3 separate regions of the Mus musculus genome follow, and regions 1 and 3 are each linked to region 2. A link is a contact called in public Hi-C and promoter capture Hi-C data. All regions are on one chromosome and are shown on one strand. The core of a region is the stretch at or near the end of the contact, and the rest is flanking DNA. Distances in the headings are between cores, read along the strand shown.

Evidence for each region. Hi-C and Micro-C count contacts between places; a contact is called where the count stands out from the background. Capture Hi-C pulls out chosen DNA fragments and counts their contacts.
Region 1: a contact with region 2 is called in a Hi-C map of cerebral cortex, with 2.0 times the contacts expected there. The contact joins two enhancer-like sites. A contact is called at or near these places in 1 of 15 datasets of contacts at CTCF or cohesin (the NIH/3T3 cell line), 9 of 484 Hi-C or Micro-C datasets (the C2C12 cell line, cerebral cortex, embryonic fibroblasts and 5 more), 6 of 115 datasets of contacts at active chromatin or transcription factors (the NIH/3T3 cell line, a beta-TC-6 cell line, cardiomyocytes and 3 more) and 2 of 9 other capture datasets (liver and pancreatic islet).
Region 3: a promoter capture Hi-C map of pancreatic islet shows a contact between it and region 2. The contact joins two enhancer-like sites. A contact is called at or near these places in 1 of 15 datasets of contacts at CTCF or cohesin (the NIH/3T3 cell line), 3 of 484 Hi-C or Micro-C datasets (the HL-1 cell line and embryonic fibroblasts), 6 of 115 datasets of contacts at active chromatin or transcription factors (the NIH/3T3 cell line, a beta-TC-6 cell line, bone marrow-derived dendritic cells and 3 more) and 3 of 9 other capture datasets (adipose tissue, liver and pancreatic islet).

Annotation. Positions count from the first base shown.
Region 1 is chr17:43,902,413-43,906,222 of GRCm38.p6, reverse strand. All of the region lies in intron 2 of Rcan2 (regulator of calcineurin 2), which reads right to left. Among named protein-coding and RNA genes, the nearest start is that of Rcan2, 100 kb to the right of the region's middle. Within about 2 kb of position 1,657, at least 29 of the 459 cell types and tissues checked have an H3K27ac peak or open chromatin away from gene starts, as enhancers often do. A contact at or near this core is called in the NIH/3T3 cell line and cerebral cortex, where this site is marked.
Region 2 is chr17:44,023,985-44,028,024 of GRCm38.p6, reverse strand. All of the region lies in intron 4 of Rcan2 (regulator of calcineurin 2), which reads right to left. Among named protein-coding and RNA genes, the nearest start is that of Gm34857, 18 kb to the left of the region's middle. Within about 2 kb of position 1,269, at least 87 of the 459 cell types and tissues checked have an H3K27ac peak or open chromatin away from gene starts, as enhancers often do. A contact at or near this core is called in the NIH/3T3 cell line, cerebral cortex and pancreatic islet, where this site is marked.
Region 3 is chr17:43,926,315-43,930,480 of GRCm38.p6, reverse strand. The region is part of intron 2 of Rcan2 (regulator of calcineurin 2); the gene reads right to left. Among named protein-coding and RNA genes, the nearest start is that of Gm34857, 120 kb to the left of the region's middle. Within about 2 kb of position 2,245, at least 3 of the 459 cell types and tissues checked have an H3K27ac peak or open chromatin away from gene starts, as enhancers often do. A contact at or near this core is called in pancreatic islet, where this site is marked.

The DNA of each region.
Region 1 (3,810 bases), core at 408-2,907, 120 kb after region 2:
GATGCAGGTCTTATTGTTTGTGAGTTCCCTGTGGTACGTACTGTGTAGTGCTATGTAAAGTCCATAAGAGCTAAGGAGAGAGCCCAGTTGGGAAAGTGCTTATGCCCCAAGCATAAGGACTTGAGTTCAGTGACTGGAGCCATCCTTAAAACTGAGCTCTGAGCCTACATACAAGCAGAACCCAACAGGAAAAAGAGGGTAATTGCTGCTGTACTTCTCAGAAAGCAGGGAGTAGACCATACCTTTCAGATCAAGAGTTCTGCCTCACTCTGTCTTCATACTCTTGCTTATGTGGAACTTCCTGTGAGACAGTTGATGACAATCTGGGCACTCTCCTCCATGACTGTCTATTTGGCATCAAACAATGTGACTCTCATATGCTGTATCTTAGAACTTGGGAGCAGATGTTTTTATAGGGAGATAAGCATCGAAATCTACCTTCCGAGGATCTAAGTTAAGGCAGACCCAAGCTTGGAATGCACACTGGGCAGAGGGTACATTTCCCAGTGTATCTTCTCCATCAGTGTTCAACAGAAGTGGGCTGTGTTGGATGAGGGGAGGTGGGTGTTAGGTAAGCAGCCCAGGTAGCATATGAAAGAGATGTGCCTGCTATTCTCTTCAGAAAGCAGCAGGGATGGAGTTCCCCTGGCTGAGAGCTCAGGGGAGCCCCTCATGGTTTCTCTGTGTTCAAAGGAAAAGCCATATGTTACTCAATCTCTAAATTAAGAACACTTTAGGTCTGTGTGCATCTGTGTGTGCCTGTAAGTGTGTGTACATTTACATGGGTACACACATCCATGTGCCTGCAGAGGCCAGAACAGTGTCAACTTAAGGCAGTGTTTGAGTCACAAGCAGTTTTAAAAGTAACATGACATGGGTACTAGGACCACTATAAGAAGAGTAAATGCTCTTAACCCACTGAGCTGTCTCTCTAGCTCCAATGGGTTAAAGTTTTAATAACAGCCCCAGAGCCCACTCCTCCTCCACAAGGAGCCAAGAGAGACAAATATTCAGAGTCTGATGGTCAATGTCCCATCTTGGCAGCCAGGAAACTTCTATAGCACGTCTTCCCACAGCTGACTCAGAGTCACAGTCCCCAGTGGGATCCAGAGTGAGTCAGCTGTGCATTGGAGCCCTGCATGAAAAAGCTAGGGATGTGGCGTAAGCTAGGGATGTGGCGTATGCGTGTGCATCACAAACGCGCTGAAGAACACCATCCAACTTAAGTGGGCAGCTGTCTTCTGCCGGATGTTAGCTAACAGAGCAGATTGCCTCTGGTACACTCCTGATTTGGGTTATTAATTCTACATATATATGGCATAAATGAGACTCTTGCTTCCTTCTTACTATAAAGAATTTGCATATAAGCATAAATGTTTTATAAGGCAACTTGACAACATGACTGTTTTAGCAAGATGTCAAAACAGGTTCTAACCCAGAGCTTACAACTTTCCTAGTCGTGGACTTTTGATTAGGTTAACAGTAATCAGGCATGGCATTCTTTACTGTTCAATAGGCCTCCACTACAGTCAGAAAGAGCTTAGAATGCAGTTGTGAAATCTTCCGTTTTCTATCTCACTTTAGCTCAGACCATTTCATGCAACCCCATTCCAAATGCATGCTGGTGTTTCCCCAGGAGTCACGCTTGGTCTGATTATGTAACAACCCTAAGCTGCTTTCTCATTTAGACCCAATGTTGTTCTGGAGAGCTGGTGACTAAAGTCTCCCTTGTTCCGAATAAAAGTAAGATTGTCTCTGCCTCCCTCCTTACTCCCATCTGTAGGTATCTGCAGGTTAAATGGAGTCTCTCACTCCCAGATTAGAGTTGGCACTTTTGGAAGACATGGTTGGACGTGGGGATGTAGCCATTGACCTCATCCCACAAGATGTGACAAGAAAGCTTCAGGAAATAACCATTGCCCATCCACCGTGTCCTTGGGCTCTGCTGGGATCACTGGGAAAAGCAGTTGGCACCCCTCCCACCCAGCCTGCAGCAGGACAGAAACTCTTGGAAGACAGCCCATAAAACATCCCCAGCGGTATACATCAAACTCCAATGAGTGCGCACTGGGTCTATTTAAAGATCACTATGTGTTTATTTATTTTTAGTTTGGCATCATCAGAAGCAAAGAAAGCTGTCCCTTCTGTGAATGTATTTCAAGTTGAGTTCCTTGTCTGAAGCCCTTGGCATCAGACGTGTTTCAGATTTTAGGATTTCTCAGGCTCTCAAGGAAGGTATGAAGCATCTGTGGGGAACAGACTCTCTGCACATCCTGCTTGAATTACAGACACTCCTGTTATTCAATCCATGGATATCTCTGCTGCCCCCTCTGCAGAGGTACTTCAAAGGCTAAAGAAAGGTTATAAATGATTAAAGATTGTATAATGTAAAATTACACAAGGTCTCCTCATTGTTTAGACCAGGCTTTGCTGTCGAGTGAGTTCTCATCATACTTTAAAAAATAAAAATAAAAATAAATCAGACATTCTGTTTTCAGGGTGTTTTGGTTTCATTACTGTGGATTGTGTGTTCCCTGCTGGCAGAATAGTCAGAGATGTTACACTGTCACAGTATAGAGCAACCGTTTGTGTAATGTGGTCCTTAGACCAGCAGCTACAACCTCTTCTGAAAGCATTCTGGAATGCAAATACCAGAGAGTCTAAAGGGATGGTTCCTCGGGTTAAATGCTTGCTGCACCAGCACCAGAACCAGGTCTGCATCCCTAATAGCCATGAAAAAGGCTGTGCAAGGCAATAAATCCCTGGAACTCATTGTCCGTCCATCTAGCCTAATTGAATTGTTGAGTTCCAGGGGGAGAGACTTAAGTCTTAAGAATAAGGTGGAAAGTGATTGGGGAAGATACCCAGCTCTACCTCCAGAGTCTAACACACACACACACACACACACACACACACACACACACACACACACACACACACACACACACACAAATGCACAAATGCATATAGAGATAACAACCACACATATACAAGAGAGAAAGAACTGTATATTCTCCAGTTCCATCCAAGACTTACCGAGTAAGGCACTGTGGTGGATGGGCCATGCAAGCCTGTCTAACAGGACCTACACGGGGCCATGAAAGCCACTGCAGGTGGAAGAGCATCAGGAAGCAGCATGCATAAACGCTAGCCTGAGGGTAAAGACACTTGAGTCCTGGTTACCTGAGTGCCGCCTGCAGTAACCTGATTTTTAAACCAGATGAATGGGTATTGTGCATAGTGCCCTTTTTTACTGAGCAGATTTTTCATACAGCTCTAAAGTGATAACATTTTTTAAAACGTGTAAATAAGGTAATGTTTTATATGTTTCACAGACTGAAATAATATCATAGAGTGGGACAAGTGATAATTTGCTGATCAATTCTATATAGTAGGAGAAAGTAAGTGTACCGGCATGAAATGCTGTACCTATAAGAAGAACAGCGTGATATTGTCTTCTACCCCAGCTTTTCTATCGCAGGGACCCACCCTGGGCCCTGAGACCCATGCATTTGAGACAAGCCAGGGCTTCAGCATAAGACCTCATTCCCTCCAGGCTCCAAATGAGCCCCAGTCAAAGACAGCCAGCTTCTAGTCATTCTGTATGTAGTTCTGAGTAACACAAAGTTCACCAAGCTAAGCTCCAGACTCTGCAGGGACTCATGTGCTATCACAGAGTGTTCCTCCTTACAAATAGAGAAACCTCAGTTTCCAAGATGGTGAAGGCAACTCAGCTTGTGTTCTGCTCAGCTCCAGTGGAACGGCCCAGGAGAAACCAGTAAAGTCGGGTGAGACAGAGGAAACTCCGCG
Region 2 (4,040 bases), core at 20-2,519:
CCTCGTACTCTTCCAGTATCTGGAACAGCTTAAGTTCCCAAAGTCCTTTAGGAGATGATGATAGTGATGGTGGAGGTGGTGGTGGTAAAGTAGGAGGAGAAAGAGCAGGAGGAGGTGAAGGAGGAGGAGGAGGTGAAGGAGGAGGGGGAGAAAGAAGAGGAGGAGGAGAAGATGGAGAATGGAAGAGAAGCCTCTTTAGCCCACACCAGATAATCCTTATGATCTTGCCTCTCCTTTCATTCTGAGAGCAGCTGAGGCTCTGCTTCGCTCAGTGCTGAGTCCCTTCAGGTTGTGACCAAAGCATCGTGTAAATTCTGTGTGTATTCCTACACTTGTGATGCAGGCCTCTTTTACTGTCTCTGTCTGTGGTAACCGACACACCCATGAATGTTCCCCCTACACTCCGCCCACTGTCCCATCTTTTCAATCAAGCTGACCACCGTTTAGCACAGCTGTCTGCTTTGCTTACTGTACGTCCTGGAAACTGGGTGTGCTCCTTCAACTCCGTGAGAACTGTTACAGAGCACTTACTAAATTCTAGGCACGGGGCTAGGTCTCCAAGTATGTCACATAGAAAGTGAATGCGTATTATACAGTACTGTGATGTGGGTTTCGTCATGGAAGGGGAAGGAACTTGCTTCAGATTATACAGCACATAAACGATGCAGTCTAGACTCAAACTCACACCTTGAGTTGCAGTCATTATCCCAAAGCAAGAAGAGAGCCCAACTTCACGGTAGATCTTTTCAGCTAGATAAGACCAGGTACGAAGGGCGAAGGGTATTGAACACTGACAATCACAGCTGTTTAGTTGCTGTCTGTTCACCAGATTTAAAACAAAAGCAAAAACAAAAATATTTATTTATTTATTTATTTATTTATTTATTTATTTATGTATTTATTTATTGTGGATCTGTGGATGTACATGCATGTACCACAGAGTGTGTAGAAGTCAGAGGACAACTTTCAGAAGTCAGTTCTCTCCTTCCATCAAGTAGGGCCTGGGGATTGAACTCAGGCCATCTGGCTAGGCAGCAAGGACTGTTGCTTGCTGAGCCACCTCACTGGCCCAATTCACAAGATAACCCAAGAGCAGAGTATAACAAAACATACTTTTAAGGATGATCCTTCATGCAGTATCCACACCATACACCCAAAGTATGAGTGCCAATTTATATTTGTAAAAGAATTCTCCTTACCTCTGACTCAGAGATTGAAATAGATATGTCTTCCTTGTGAGTTACATTAATTAGTGAGAGATATTTTCCACTTGAAGGGAGTCTGTGTGCTGAGCAGTGACTGCAGCCAAGCTTCTTTACGGAGACATGTTTTGATAGAGTAGGAATCGTGGGGGTTGGGGGGAGGGTATCTAAATATAGCAGACATGGGCAACTTGAAACTGAAGCACCATTTAAAACTCTCCTCTGCTGTTAACTAAAATTGATCTCGCTATGCAGAGCTAAAAATAGCAGGAGGGGAGAAGAGAATAGACAATGTTTTCATATCTCCCTGTGGGCATTCTCAGTGGCAGTGAGCATGACCTTCTGTGCCCTCCAGAGAGCAGAACAAAGGCTGGCAAATCACATTTGCTCAGATCAGCATCCCATTTAGCCGGTTGGCAGTCTATGTGCCATTTATGCCCGCTGCTGTGGATACACTTGTTTTTGCTGGGCTGGGATTTTGTTTTTTTTTTTTTTTTTCTTTCTTTCCTATTACATTACCAAAAGAATATAGCCTCATACCGCTTCTCAAATTCAGAATAGCAGATACCATAAAACAAATAGAAAAAAAGAATTCTAGCTCGTTACCAGGTCAGAAGCCTCAGCATCAGTGTTAAACAAAGCACAGAGAGCCTCCGTTTCTTAGCAACTGTAAACAGCCCGTGAACAGAGCCAAAGGGAGTGAATTCTGTGCACCATGCCCCAAATAGCGATTTTAGTAAAGCAGGGATGTAGCCCCTCCTTGAGAAGAAAGGCCTGGGGTATATCCAGTGGATGGTGGTTAATTCAGAAACTCACAACTGATCAACGTATAGAGAATAAATGCCTGTGGAGTGTTCACTCACAAGGGATTATTCACACCACCTCTTCCAAGATTGGGAGTCACTGCGGGAAAAGGGATGGAAAGAAGTGGGAAGGATGAGGTGGGGCCGGTGCCTTCTGGGCATGCTCTAAGACCTCTGTCCTCATGAACTCACAGGAGCTGTAGCTGCCCGAACAAGACCGTCAAAGATCAAGGCCGAAATCTTTTAGCATACAGAGAGAAGGGGATCATGAACACCCAACCCCAGTAGGGAGGCTATGAACGCGTGGTGGTTTCTGGGAAAGGGTGGATCTATCTTCTTTAAGGGTGTGGGCCCTGGTAGCTTGACTGTGTTGCAGAGGATAGTCTTATATCTATGAGAATAAGAATAGGACAAAATTGAATTCTGAGGATTTTTTTTTTAAAGGACACAAAAGTAGACCTGAAAAAGATTATGGGGAGGGATGGTGTAAATATGATAAAAAAAAAAAAAACCTTTGTGTGAAATTCTCAAACAAATAATAGTAGTATTGTTTTTAAAAACTGGAACTCAGGTAATTATTACCCCTTAAGACGGAATGAGTTATACTTTGTCATTAAAAGGGTTCTGCCAAAGGATTAAAGAAATGAACTTTATGAAATCATTTTTAATGGCAATGCTGGAAGTCCTTTGGTTATTGCTCACATTAATTAACTGCTGCCTGACTCAGTCTGGCTAAAGCCACAGAGAGCAACAATTTGCTGCTGAAGATACCATCTCTACGGAGGCTAACATCTGAGGCATCCATTTATTTATATTGTCAGTCATCCAATATTTATTGGGCATCTACTATGTGCCAGGTGCTAGCAGGAACGGAGAATACCAACATGGATAAAGCATACACATTGCTTTTAAAAAGCAGGGAAGAGCCAATGTTGAACAGCAGAAAATGCCCTCAAGGAAAATGAAGTATTTGTGTAAAGTGTCACATGGAAGACAAATGTGATTTTTTTTTTCCTGTAGCACTGTGTTGGGGTAATTCAGAGTATGTAGTCTTGAACCCTCCTTGTTGTACCTGAAATATCTCCTCTTCTGTAGCTTGAGGGCCCGGTATAAGTTCATATTTTAGATTCCCCCTTCCTTATTGCAAAAGTGTGGGTAAGCATTTGGCTCATGATGGCTGAGCACCAATGAATGGATTAATGCCAATCTCATATTCATGAGGTTTAGATTAGTTACATATATATGTTTCATATGTGTGTATATATATATATATGTGTGTGTGTGTGTGTGTGTGTGTATGTGTGTGTGTGTATATATATATATTATGTATATATGTAACACACACACATATATATATACACATATGAATGAATATAGGCCAGGAACTTGCTATTAGACTAAGCTGGCTCAAACTCACAGAGAGCCACATGCCTCTGCTTCCCTAACCCTGGGAATAAAGATGTATTCTCCATACCTGGCTGCCTCATGTCCTCTGGGTGACATATGTGTGAGCAGATAGATGCTCACATTATGTTCCTGGGCTTCCTAGACTTCAGAACTACTAGCCAAAATAAACCTCTCTCTTTTTATAAATCATTAAGTCTTGGGTGTTCTTTTAGCACCAGACAAGTGATGATGCTGGCTTCTAATATGACCTCTGTAATATTTTCAGCCCTATTATTGGACCCAAGTCATTTATCCACATGGGATAAGTTTATATCCTTCATAAACATCCCAGTTGTCCTTGCGGAGGAGGAAACCCTAGATGTTGGTGACCTTGGTGGTTTGCTATTGCATGTGAAATGGACTGGTCTATCTTTGTGCACCCTACACACCGGTTAGGCTTTCTGAAAGGCTGGTGTGGTGTTCAGAATCAACTCAGGGTTAGAACATAAGTTATCCAGTTTCCAAGCAGAACAGGCCTAACGTTGGCAATACTCAGAAGACCATCTGGCCAAGGGGTGGAGCTTCATTCCCTGCCTAAAATCAGAAGAGACAACTCTCCAGCTGCATTACCCTGAGAAAACCCATCTGT
Region 3 (4,166 bases), core at 996-3,495, 99 kb after region 2:
AATCGGAATGTTCAAAAGACGATACCCCGGGCGCCACAGGATCACAGCTAACGAGGTGGAAAAGGTTGGATCAATAAAGATGAATGAACTGTGGTTTATTGCTAGCTCTCTAAGAAAGCTGCGTCTTCTCCTCGACCTCATCCTATCCTCTTTCCCCTCCCACCACGGATTTTAGGGGTCCAGTGCCAGAGCTGGAAAATGGTATCCTTAGAATCAGGTACCACATCATTGTCCTCTGGGCTGAACAATCAGAGCTCCGGTCATAGGCTCCCCAAGGCCTCCAAATGGCTTCAGACCAGAACCTCTCCCCAAAACATGCGGTGTAAAAATCTTCTCAAACTTCCTAGCCAAGCACGTATTAATTATGCTCTGTAACTCTCTGGAAAGTTAAAGCCCCCTGAGATGTCCCAGGCTCCTAGCCAGACACAGGAAGTTCTTGGGGAGAACACTAGGACACAGAGAACCTTAAAGAGACCAGAGAAAGAGAGGCCTCATTACTGCAAAGGAAGCTGTCAAAAGGGAAAACCAAGGGAGGTCTCTGAGGACAAGTCACCTATGCATCATCCAGAGCCTTTGTCATATTCTGTGGGTGTATTTGGGGGCGGAGGGTTCTGAGACACCAGGATACATCAGTAGCCAGAAACAGTGGAGCTGTCTCACTTATGGGACGAGGTGAGATCTTACCGGCTCGCAAAAGTCAACCCTTAGTCATACTGGTATGGCAAAGAGAAAGCTTTGCCCTTAATAAAGGGGACTCTTTCTTTTATAAGGCCAGGGAATGTTCTTAATCCCAGTTACTAACCAGTCCTTATAGCCAGATGCAGACTGGGACAGAACTTGTTCTGATTGCAAGTATCCCTAGATAACAACAGTAAGCATCAGAAAATAAATGCTAGAATGAGAGGTAAGCCCTACTTATCACCCACACTGCATCTCTGATTAATGCTCATTTCCATGCTTTTAGAGAGAAAAACTATGGAAACTTGCTGGGACAGTGTTTAATTTCCCCGGTGGCAGAGAAGGGAGCGCTGATTTATTTATAGAGCATAGTGGTAGCTAATGTACATTTTCAGCATGATCAGCATACCCGTGATCATGCACAACACACTCACTCACACACACAAAACTTACCATATTATCAGGTTTTCACCACTACATTTTAAGCACAAATGACACAAATCCACGGTGTTTCCTTCCAGTGCTGACATGGATCTTAATTCAGGGAGTCACACCTTTCTTCATTGCCTTGGGAATAAGAATGGCCAGCATCTTCATCCAGACTTGGGGTCTAACTAGGATGTGTTTTGTGCAACTGTCAACCGCCACTTTCCTGCAGTGACGTTTTCTTTTGAATGTCAGTCCTACTCTTTTTTTTCTCTTTCCTTTTCTTCATTCCTTTTTTTTTTATTAAGTATTTTCTTCAATTACATTTCCAATGCTATCCCAAAAGTCCCCCCCCCGCACTCCCCTACCCATCCATTCCCATTTTTTGGCCCTGATAACATCACAATCTCTTATTAAAAGTGTAGAGCTTTTAGGATGTGTACTTTTAAGAGGGCTTGACATTTGTACAACACATCTATGTGTGTGATGTGGTGTGTGTGTGTATGTCCATCTGTGTGCATAATAAATGACCATGGTTAAAAGGAACTATAAATATCACTGTGAGTAGAGGTTCTTTAAGAACCTTGACTCTTTGGTAGACCATTTGGACTTCACTGGGCTGAGGCGGTAGCTCAGTCAGCAGGGTGCTTGCTGCTCAAGCATGAGGATCCCATGGCCTCTGCTTCCATAGCCAGCAGTGTAGCATGTCCCATCCCCTAGAACTCAGCACTGGGAGGGAAGGGAGAGACAGTCCCCTGGTCATCATTAGCCAGACAGTCTAGCCTAGCAGGGAGCCTCAGGTTCAGTGAGAGAACCTGTCTCAAAGAATAAAGTAGGAAAGACTAGAGTAGTGGCTTTTGCTTATGAACATTATTACTCTCATTGTTGATGACTCCGCTTTGATCGCCAGCTATGGTTATGTCAGTTGTTAGCACTGAGAAAGGCTGAGGGGAGGCCCTAAGGAACCTCTTTGTATTGTCTTTGTGTTTTCCTGTGGCTCTGGCATTTTCTCAAGACAAAAAGTTTAAAAATTCTGAAACAGACCGAAGGAAGGAATCCCGACTCTTTTTAAAGCTCTCGTAGCCCAGGTGACAATAAAGTGAGGGCAAGGTAAATGGGTCGTTGCTGATTGCAGTGTTTGAATAGACTCACGTGTCGGAACGGTTGGCACACAGGGAGTGACACTACTAGAAGGTGTGGCCTTGTTGGAATAGGTGTGGCATTGCTGGAGGAAGTGTGCCTCTGTGGGAGTGGGCTTTGAGGACTCCTATGGTTCAAGCTCTGCCCAGGGTAGAAGAGACAGTCCTCTGCTGGCTGCCTTTGGATCAAGATTTAGAACTTTCAGCTTCTCCAGTTCCATGTCTGCCTGGATGCTGCAATGATTCCTGCCATGATGATAATAGACTGAACCTCTGAAACTGTGTGCCAGTCCCAATTAAATGTTTGCCTTTCTAAGAGTTGCCTTGGTCATGGTGTCTCTTCACAGCAATGCAAACCCTAACTAATAGAGTGATCCTACTGAAACAGTCACTCTATATTCAATCCCCCAACATAATGCTTATTATATTCACAGGAAGAACTGGCTTATCAATTATGGACAAAATATTATTGAGTGCTCTAATATTCTTGGCAACTTTGAGAGAAACCTCAGAGGAAAGTTTATATATGCACCAGGCACCATGATATATTAACTTTACTAGCAATTCCTTAATTGTATTTCCATAGCCCTAAAAGTCCAGGCCTGTTTGCACTGGCAGAGACACTATGCATAAAAGCTTCAGTACTTATCTTTATAAAAATACACATACCATTGGGTGTGTTGGCACATACCTTTAATCCCAGCACTAGGGAGACAGACAGGTGGATCTCTGTGAGTTTGGAGCCAACCTTGCCTATATAAATTCTAGCTCATTTAGGGATATACAGTTAGACCTTGTCTCAAAACAAAACAGAAATAAAACAAACACCTTTGCCACAGTGAAAAATAATTACAAATGTCATTTTAGAAAGAATTTTTGAATGGCAAAACATTCATATTATATAGCTGAGTGCATCTCCAAATACAGCCCTCGCCCCCCCCCATAAAGACCAAAGATACCACTTAGACAAAGATTGAAAATGGCACTGAATTTGCAGTAAACATTTGCCTCCCTCTAAAATCCCATGTGTCTGCTATAGGGTGCAGTGGATCAGCCCAATGTGATGTGTGCTATTAAGAGTCTCTTGGAGAGCCAGGCATGGTGGCGCAGGCCTTTAATTCCAGCACTCGTGAGGCAGAGGTAGGTGGATTTCTGAGTTCGAGGCCAGCTTGGTCTACAAAGTGAGTTCCAGGACAACCAGGGCTACACAGAGAAACCCTGTCTCGAAAAAACAAAACAAAACAAAACAAAACAAAACAAAACAAAACAAACAAACAAACAAAGAGTCTCTTGGGAGCTGGGGGTGAGGGTGAGGTGGGGCTTCACACATCTCTAGGCATAGGGAGTAAGGAAACAGAGGGAGGGAAAAACTAGCATAAACATAACAGCAGATGCCTCAAAAATTAGAGAGAGAAAGAGAGACTGTCACCCCTAAGTTTATTGATGAGAAACATGAGGCTCGGAGGTGGATAAAACCCAGCCAAAGGACAAAGAGTTAGTGTGCCGGCTGGTGTGAAACACCAGGATTCTAAGCCAGGCCCTGTCCGCAATGAGCCCCTTCAGAGGAGCGGTCCTTTTGTATGGGGCAAACAGAGGTAGTTTCCATCTTTTGTGCTGAAGGTAAATTTCAGACACATTTCACAGCATTCAGATTCCCTGGGGGATTCCCTCTAAATCATGTATATTAGCCACTTTGGGTTGTGGTGATCAAACAACATGACCAGAAGTGACTTACGGAAGTTGTTTATTTTTGGCTTTCAGTTCTAAAATTTTGGAAGAGGCATAGCAGCATGGAGCAGGAGGAGCAGAGAGCTGAAATATCACATCTTTATTCATGTACAGAGTGAGCACACCGAAAGTGGGGGAAGGCTATATACCCCAAAGCCTTCCCCAGTGACATACTTCCTCCAGAAAGGCTGCATC